Linked DNA regions of Sus scrofa: all the other regions are linked to region 1. Evidence: chromatin contacts called from public HiChIP or PLAC-seq data. All regions are on one chromosome and are shown on one strand. The core of a region is the stretch at or near the end of the contact, and the rest is flanking DNA. Distances in the headings are between cores, read along the strand shown. Region 1 has its middle 45 kb from the start of TYRO3. Region 2 holds the start of MGA (MAX gene-associated protein). Region 3 overlaps MGA (MAX gene-associated protein).

Region 1 (2,700 bases), core at 129-2,628:
GGGGGATGGGGAACTTGAAGAACATTAAGAACGTTTAGACTAGTCAAAGTGAAATGTATGGTACTGAGGGTGCAATTCAAGTGAGACCTCTTCCAGGGGAGAAGTGCCCTCTTCCCCCACATAAAAAACTCTCAGATGGAGGATTCCACAATTAAGAATCACTCAGTTTTAGGTGGTTCAGCCCCTCCTTTCAAGTTCCTCAGCTCTGGGTCTGCCCAATGGGCAGGATTCTCCTAGTAAAGCTGAAGATGGCAGAGATTTATTCTGACTGACCACACACCTGCATAACTTTACTGAACCCTATAAAACGTATGTTTTATATCGGTGTGGAATGGGCATCTCAGTAGGCCCTACATTCCAAGGAAGATTTTCTAACTTACAGTGCGTTCAAGAGAAACAGAATATCTTGCTGAGGTTGTTTCTGTAGCCCTTACCACAGGTAACAAACCTGCTTTTCCAAAAGCAGATTCGAATTTGCTAAAAACTTTTTATATGCTTCCATAATTATTTACATCACCAAGGGAACAGAAGAATTTACAAGAAGCCAAACTGTCTCTATTCTCTTCCTCAAATGTCAGTGGTAATGTTGGCAAAGATTCTTAGCAGAGTGAGAACAGAAAAGCAGCAGTACTAAAAAGCCAAAAACCTCCTCATATAGACACATCAATCAAAAAATGCCACGGCCCAAATTTTATCTCACAAAAAGGCAAATTGGATTTAGAATAGTTATCAGGCAAATCTGCATCACTAGTATTACTTCCTCCAGCAATATGCATTAGTATATTTTCACCTCAAAATATTGTGAGGAACACCCAACTTCCTAATTACAATTCTCTTGAAGTAGCAACATTCACACAATTCAGTATTCTAGCTCACATGCACCGGTAAAGCTGGATTGCTGAGGTTTCATGACTCGAAAAGGATAAATACTGGCACACATGCTTGGCAAGTGAAGCAGCCTGGATATACCGCTAGACAACCAATTGAGAATCAGACTCAGAAAGATGTAGAGATCCATTGTTCCTAAAATGTGAACAAGGAGCAAACACAACACAGAATGGAACCGGGCTTAAGAATGTGTCATGTGAATCCGCCTACAGACAACTCTGGGAGCTGTTCCTGAAATGGGAGGAGGCTGTCATCACCTCTCCCTCAGTAGCACCATGTGTCACAGAAATCATTTTCGTTTTGGAAGTGCATTTGGATATGCTGTCTGCCTTCCCTCATTATCCTCCTCCCCGCTCTGGGAAACAGACTTGATGCTCGCTAACCTCTGCTTATGCCGACGGGGGAAGGAGGTGGGAGGAGTCTTACGATCCCCTCCAAAGCAGGGCCTCCAGCTCCACAGAGGCGGGCGTGCTCTCTGACTCCTCCTGGTGGATATGGAGGGAAGACATTCCTTACAGTGAGGAAGGAGGAAGGAGAACTAAACTGGGCAGTTGGGAGACCTCCAGGGAAGGTCAGTTCAGAAGGACTGATGGATAAGTTTGACCTGCGTCTTCATTCTTTGTGGCCAGTCCTGAGAGGAGTGCTGAATATCAACATCTACTCCTTTCCTGGAAGAGAAGCCCAGTTTTTCTAAGCACACTGTGTAAAGGCTGGGAAAGATCAGCCATGTCTGCACTACAGCTGACTTGAGTTTAGACAGTCAAAGCCAGGCGATCCCGTCATGGCGCAGCAGAAACAAATCTGACTAGGAACCATGAAATTGCGGGTTTGATCCCTGCCCTCGCTCAGCGGGTTAAGGATCTGGCGCTGCTGTGACTGTGGTGTAGGTCAGAGGCTACAGGTCCAATTAGACCCCTAGCCTGGGAACCTCCATATGCCGCAGGTGTGGTCCTGAAAAGACAAAAAGACCAAAAAAAAAAAAAAAAAAAGACAGTCGAAGCCATTACCTGAACAGCAAAACATTGTGCAGCCAGTCCTTGGGGCTCCACACACAGGAGCAAGTAATCTCTTATAACAGAAGGAGGTCATCTTCTAATTACTATTTCTAATCAGAGCTAGATATCATGCATCCACACGCACAAGGAAATCACAGATTGAGGATAACTTGTGATCATGCCAACTGACCTTAAGCTATCTGCAAGTCTTTTCAAGATTTCATACAGTCTCACCAAGATCCTGCCTCTCCTAACAGAACATGAAACCTACAGATTCTAAAAGTCTATCTTTCTGATAGGATGGAGTCGGCACAGGTAGTTTTAGAAGTTCCAATAAAGGACCATAGATAAGGGGACATTGGAAGATCACTGTAAGTTATTTGGGTTTTGGGGTTTGTTTGTTTGTTTTGCTTTTCAGGGCTGCATCTGTGGCATATGGAGGTTCCCAGTCTGTGGTGTACAGCTGCTGGCCTACACCACAGCCACAGAAAAGCAGGACCTGAGCCGCATCTGCGACCTACACCACAACTCATGGCAACGCCAGATCTTTAACTCACTGAGTGAGGCCAGGGATCAAACCCGCAACCTCATGGTTCCTAGTCGGATTCGTTTCTGCTGCCCCACATCGGGAACTCCTGATCACTGTAAGTTAATGACTGCTCAAGGAAGCCATCAGCACAGGCAGGCTTGCTTGATTAATGGAGGTGTGAGAAATGCCTCATTTTGTTAGGTGGGGGATGGGATGAGGCCTGCATTCAGCTTCAGACCAAGGGCAGGAGTTTGAGGACGGTCTTCTGCTAATTTGAATACACACCTC
Region 2 (2,700 bases), core at 84-2,583, 87 kb before region 1:
CAGCGACTCTGCTGCAAAAGCCCGAGGAACTTTACAACATACACAGGCAGCGCACGGGTGGGCTCGAGAGTTCTTTTGATCCACGTGTCTGCCTTGGCGACGCGAACCCTGGGAGAGTGGTCTTCCCTCAGAAGGAGAGTACTTTTGGTTATTTACGCTGCCATCAGTAACCGCTCCCCCCGCCCTTTTCAGACCTCCAGCACGCTCCCCGCTAATACCCTCGCCAAAAGGAGGCATCTCCAGAGTTCCGAAGATAAAGTAAAAACCTTCAGAGCAAGACACTATCACTTCCCATTATCAACCCAGTTTGAACTAATCCCTAACTTCTCCACACTCTTCGGACACAGATTCCTCAACTTTGGTTACTGATGCTTCCAAGAGATTTATGTCCCAGACCCATCTACCACTGAAAGAGGACTCCTACTTGATAATTTAACAGAAGCAGGAAGCCACACAGAACCAGCCAAAGGCTGCCCCACAGAGGTTTAAAGAAAATAACACCTGCTCTCCCCACCTGTTTTCCCCGCCCTCATTTCTGCACTTAAGAACCACCAGCCCTTTGTTTACCAAGTTCCCTCTCCTTTACAGCTCACTTCCTTGCCCTCCTTCTTTATTAAACTCGCGATCTCGCCTCAAACAACTTGCCCCAAAATTACATACTAAATGAGGGGTTTTGTACAGGTGTCAAAACGAAGCACACAGCTCCTTAGAAAAGCGAGGTCAGCACCGATTCCCTCGGAGTTTAGGAACCCCAAGACCTGAGCTCTCAAAGGTAAAGCACAGAAGCACAGCTCTCGAACTACAGCCCGGCGCGGGGCTGGAAGGCGTCACGCGGATCGTACCATGCGGTGCAGCACCCCACGCACGCGAGGGCAGGGCCGCGCCATGGGCGCTTCTCACCCCGCCCGCCTCGTGGCCGCTCTTGCTGGCGTCGATGTTCCCAGCTAGTTCGCTGCGCTACGCGGAAGTGAGGCCGGGGACGCGCGCGAGGTGACATGCGCAGCCTCGCTCAGAGGACCATAGGCGCGCGCCAAAGGCAGCCCCGCGCAAGGCCGGGCCTGGCCGCGGCGTGCGAAGATCGCTCAGCTGACCGCTTCTCACGCCGTAAAAACACTCAAGAGCTTCAAACTCTTGGAAAACTCCAATTGGGCCAGTACTAAGGAGACGCCCTCCACCCAGGCCCGAGAGTTACCGTGCGGGGCGTGGCCGGCCTCACCCGGAGTCCTTCACATCCCGCTGGGGGCGGGTTATTCTGTTCGGTTCGCACACCGTGTGTCCGCTCCAGCTGAAGAGTCTGCGCGCGCACCGGACGTCCACGTCATCGCGCACGCGCTCCTACCCGCTCGGAGCCCGCCGCGCAAGCGCAAAAGGAGGCGCGAGCAGCACCACCCTCGCCCCTCCCCCAACACCAGGAGGCCAAACGGCCCCGGAGCTGCGACAAGACCCTTGGGACCCGCCCCTGGAGCTGAAGCCGCTGCCTTTCCGGGAGTCAACAACCAAGAAAAGCCTACTGAAGCTTCCAGAATCAAGAGTGGCGAGGCAGGAGGGAGGCACCCCAATTCCCTCAGCGTCGCGCACGAAGCCTTCGTGAAAACTGTGAAACCTTTGCCCGCGGGGCTTTCTCAACTGAACCTTCCACCTTTTCAATTGGGCTTTTCGCCGGCCCCGCCCTGCCGCGCCCAGCCCCAGCCCCACCCAAGTGAGGTTCCGCAGCCCCCAAGGCTTTAGGAGCCCGTCAAATGAATCTGAGATCTTCCTCCTCCTCAAAAGTGCTGTGGGCTTAGAGAGCACCAGGACTTCGGGAATCGTTGAAGAAAAGACCCTGAGATAGAGTTTGCAACATCTACAACCAAAGAACACTAGTAAAGTAGGGAGGAGTCTGAAAACCTCAATGCCCAGTAGGAAGGGAAGAAGAGTTGCTACTAGCTTGCCTGATAAAAAGACGAAAGATGTCTTGATAGAAGGTTAAAACGTGGATATGAGAATTTTGCACGATAGAGTATTATCTGAGCTTTAATGCCCTGATCCTGCGTTTTCAATTTTTGTTTGTTCAAGATATTTAAGCTATGGGTTGCAAACAAAAATCTAACAAGTATATATTGAGTGTCAGACAGTTGCTAAGTTAACAGTATTTCTCCCAAGGAAATATCAAAGATTATCCTTCTTCTTTCCCACCCCTTACCAGCCATTCTTTCTTCTGTGCTAACACTCTAGTAAAAAGGGAGAGTTGTTTAAAGTGAGAGAAAAGAGGCAAAATAGAAGTAGGTAGTAAAAGAGCAGAAACTGTGGTCCAAGTCTCCAAACTATTTCCTTTCACTCTCTTAGAAGAACTGCCAAGTACTGAGAACCTGCTAGGTGGACTTAATGCAAAATACTGCGAAGGAGAATGAGGGGGTTACAAGAAAGGAGCCAATAAGAAGAGGCTTATCCCAGAATGATCTGAGCTGGACTCCAGGCGTATTAGGAATGGTCTTCTTTTTCTTCCTGAGAGGATATGCCACATCACCAGGTGAAAATGTGCTGGAGTTAGCATGGAATGGAAAACATGTAGGCTAAAGTTGACGGACTTCTGAAGTTGCTCTGAAACCCCCATTCAGGCACTGTCAACCACAACATTGGTGCAACAAATGAATAATACCTAAGTTCCAGGCAAAACTGAAAAGTAACAGTTTCTTTGACACCTTCCTCCTCTTCCCTGAC
Region 3 (2,839 bases), core at 320-2,819, 120 kb before region 1:
CCAATTCAACCCCTGGCCTGGAAACTTCCATATGCCGCAGGTGCAATTCTAAAAAGCAAAAAAAAAAAAAAAGAAGAAGAAGAAGAAGAAGAAGAATTAATATTGTTAAAATGATTGTACCATCCAAGGTAATCTATAGACTCAACTCAGTAACTCAATTCCTTTCAAATACCAATAGCATTTTCAACAGAACTAGAATACCCTAAACTTTTGTATAGAAACCCAAAAGACTCCAAAGAGCCAAAACCATCTTGAGTAAGAAGACAAAAGCTGGATGTATTATACTCCTGATTTAAAAATATACTATGAAGCTACAGTCATCAAAACAATATTGTACTTGCACAAAACTGTCACATAGATCAACAGAACGGAATAGAGAATCTAGAAATGAATCCACACTTATATGCATATTTTAATCTACAAAACAGGAGGCAAGAATATACAATGGGGAAACAAAAGCCTCTTCAATAAATTGTGTTAGAAAAACCACACATGCAAAATAATCAAACTGGACCACTTTCTCACACAAATGCAAACATAAATTCAAAATGGATTAAAGACTTAAAGTTAAGACCTGAAATCGTGAAACTCCTAGAAGAAAAAACAAAGGCAGTAAACACTCTGACAACAGTTTTAGCAATATTTTTTGGATGGCTCTCCTCAGCCAAGGAAAACAAAAGCAAAAACAGACAAATGGGACTACATCAAACTGAAAAAAAAGATTTTACACCCACACACTTATGGTCAATTTATCTATGACAAAGGAGGCAAGAATATGCAATGGAGAAAAAACAGTCTCTTTAATAAGCGGTGCTGGGAAAACTGGACAACTACATGTGAAAGAATGAAACCACAACGTTCTCTAACACCATATGTAAAAACAAGCTCAACATGGGAGTTCCCATCACGGCACAGCAGAAAGGAATCCGACTAGGAACAATGCCATTACAGGTTTGATCCCTGGCCTGGCTCAGTGGGTTAGAGATCCGGCATTGCTGTGGTGTAGGTCACAGATGCGGCTCAGATCTGGCACAGATCTGGCATTGCTGCAGCTATGGCGAAGGCCAGCAGCTATAGCTCTAATTACACCCCTAGCCTGGGAACCTCCATATGCTTCAGGTGCAGCCCTAAAAAGACAAAAGACCAAAAAAAAAAAAAATTAATTAAATAAATAAAAATAAAAATAAGCTCAAAATGGACTGAAGATCTAAATGTAAGGCCAGATACCATAAAATTTCTAGAGGAAAACAAAGGCAGAACACGGTGTCATAAATCATAGCAGTATCTTTTTGGATCTGACTCCTAGAATAATCGAATAAAAAACAAAAATAAATATATATAATATACACATATGTATATAGATATAAATATATAGAGATCATATGCACACATATATATCAATACATCAATCACTGTAATGTACCCTTGAAACTAACATGACATTGAAAATCAACTATACTTCAATTTAAAGAAAAAGCTTTCAGTTTCCTAGTGGCCTAGCAGTTAAAGGATCTAGCAGTGATCAACAGTTGTCACTGCTGTGGCTCAAGTCACTTATATGGAACAGGTCCAAATCTTAGACTGGGAACTTCCCCATGACAAGTGAGCAACCACAAAAAAAAAGCTTTTGCAGAGCAAAGAAAACCATCAAAAAATGAAAAGGCCACCTACTAAATGAGAGAAGACATTTGTAATCAATTATCTAATCAATGGTTAATATCCACAATATATACAATTTCATTTAACACAACACAAGAAAAAAAAGCAGGAGTTCCCGTTCTGGCGCAGTGGTTAACAAATCCAACTAGGAACCATGAGGTTGCGGGTTCGATCCCCGCCCTTGCTCAGTGGGTTGATGATCCGGCGTTGCCGTGAGCTGTGGTGTAGGTCACAGACGCGGCTCGGATCCTGCGTTGCTGTGGCTCTGGCGTAGGCTACAGCTCCGATTGGACCCCTAGCCTGGGAACCTCCATATGCCGTGGGAGTGGCCCAAGAAATGGCAAAAAGACAAAAAAAAAGCAAAAACAAACAAAAAAAGCAATCTGATTATGAAATGGGCAGAGGACCTAAACAGACATTTTTCCAAAGACATACAAAATGGGTAACAGGAACATGAAAAGATGCTCAACATCACTCATCCTCAGGGAAATGCAAATCAAAACCACAATGAGCAATCAACTCACACCTGTCAAAATGGCTACTGCCAAAAAAGACAACAGATAACAACAACTGTAAGAATATGGAGAAAAAGGTACCCTAAGGCACTGATGGTGGATAGGTAAATTGGTGGAGCCACTAAGGAAAACAGTAGAGAGGTTCCTCACAAAATTAAAGACAGAACCCACAGTAATCACCAAGCAATTCCACTTCTTGGCTTTTTTCCAAAGAAAACAAAAACACTAATTCAAAAAGACACATGCACCCCTATGTTCATGGAAGCATTATTCACAATAACCAAGATATGAAAACAACCTAAGTGTCCATCAACAGGTGAATGAATAAAGAAGATGTGTATGACAGTTGTGGTACAGGTTGAAGCCATAGCTCGGATTTGATCCCTGGCCCAGAACTTCCATATGCTGAACCTGCAGACCAAAAAAAAAAACAAACAAACAAACCCACAAAATGCACAAAATGAATACACAAAAATAAACTCAAAACGGATTAAGGACCTACATGTAAGGCCAGATACTATAAAACTCCTAGAGGAAACTATAGGCAGAATGATAACTGGAGCAACATCTTGTTTGATCCACCTCTTAGAATAACAACTACAAAAACAAAAATAAACCAATGGGAGCTAATTAAACTCAAAAGCTTTTGCATAGCAAAGCAAACC

What was found. HiChIP or PLAC-seq counts read pairs in DNA pulled down with a chosen protein or histone mark.
Region 2: a contact with region 1 is called in an H3K27ac HiChIP or PLAC-seq map of alveolar macrophages. The contact joins the promoter of MGA here to the enhancer-like site in region 1. A contact is called at or near these places in 1 of 5 promoter capture datasets (liver), 6 of 47 Hi-C or Micro-C datasets (brain, liver, retroperitoneal adipose tissue and 1 more) and 1 of 2 datasets of contacts at active chromatin or transcription factors (alveolar macrophages).
Region 3: an H3K27ac HiChIP or PLAC-seq map of alveolar macrophages shows a contact between it and region 1. The contact joins two enhancer-like sites. A contact is called at or near these places in 1 of 5 promoter capture datasets (liver), 1 of 47 Hi-C or Micro-C datasets (epiblast stem cells) and 1 of 2 datasets of contacts at active chromatin or transcription factors (alveolar macrophages).

The regions. Positions count from the first base shown.
Region 1 is chr1:129,782,938-129,785,637 of Sscrofa11.1, forward strand. No RefSeq gene overlaps it. Among named protein-coding and RNA genes, the nearest start is that of TYRO3, 45 kb to the right of the region's middle. Within about 2 kb of position 1,379, at least 28 of the 83 cell types and tissues checked have an H3K27ac peak or open chromatin away from gene starts, as enhancers often do. A contact at or near this core is called in alveolar macrophages, brain, retroperitoneal adipose tissue and 1 more, where this site is marked.
Region 2 is chr1:129,696,101-129,698,800 of Sscrofa11.1, forward strand. MGA (MAX gene-associated protein) reads right to left here and starts at 1,334. Exons shown (of 25, transcript XM_021097378.1): 1 at 1,193-1,334. It also overlaps the pseudogene LOC110259510.
Region 3 is chr1:129,666,547-129,669,385 of Sscrofa11.1, forward strand. The region is part of intron 2 of MGA (MAX gene-associated protein); the gene reads right to left. Among named protein-coding and RNA genes, the nearest start is that of MGA, 29 kb to the right of the region's middle. Within about 2 kb of position 1,570, at least 1 of the 83 cell types and tissues checked has an H3K27ac peak or open chromatin away from gene starts, as enhancers often do. A contact at or near this core is called in alveolar macrophages, where this site is marked.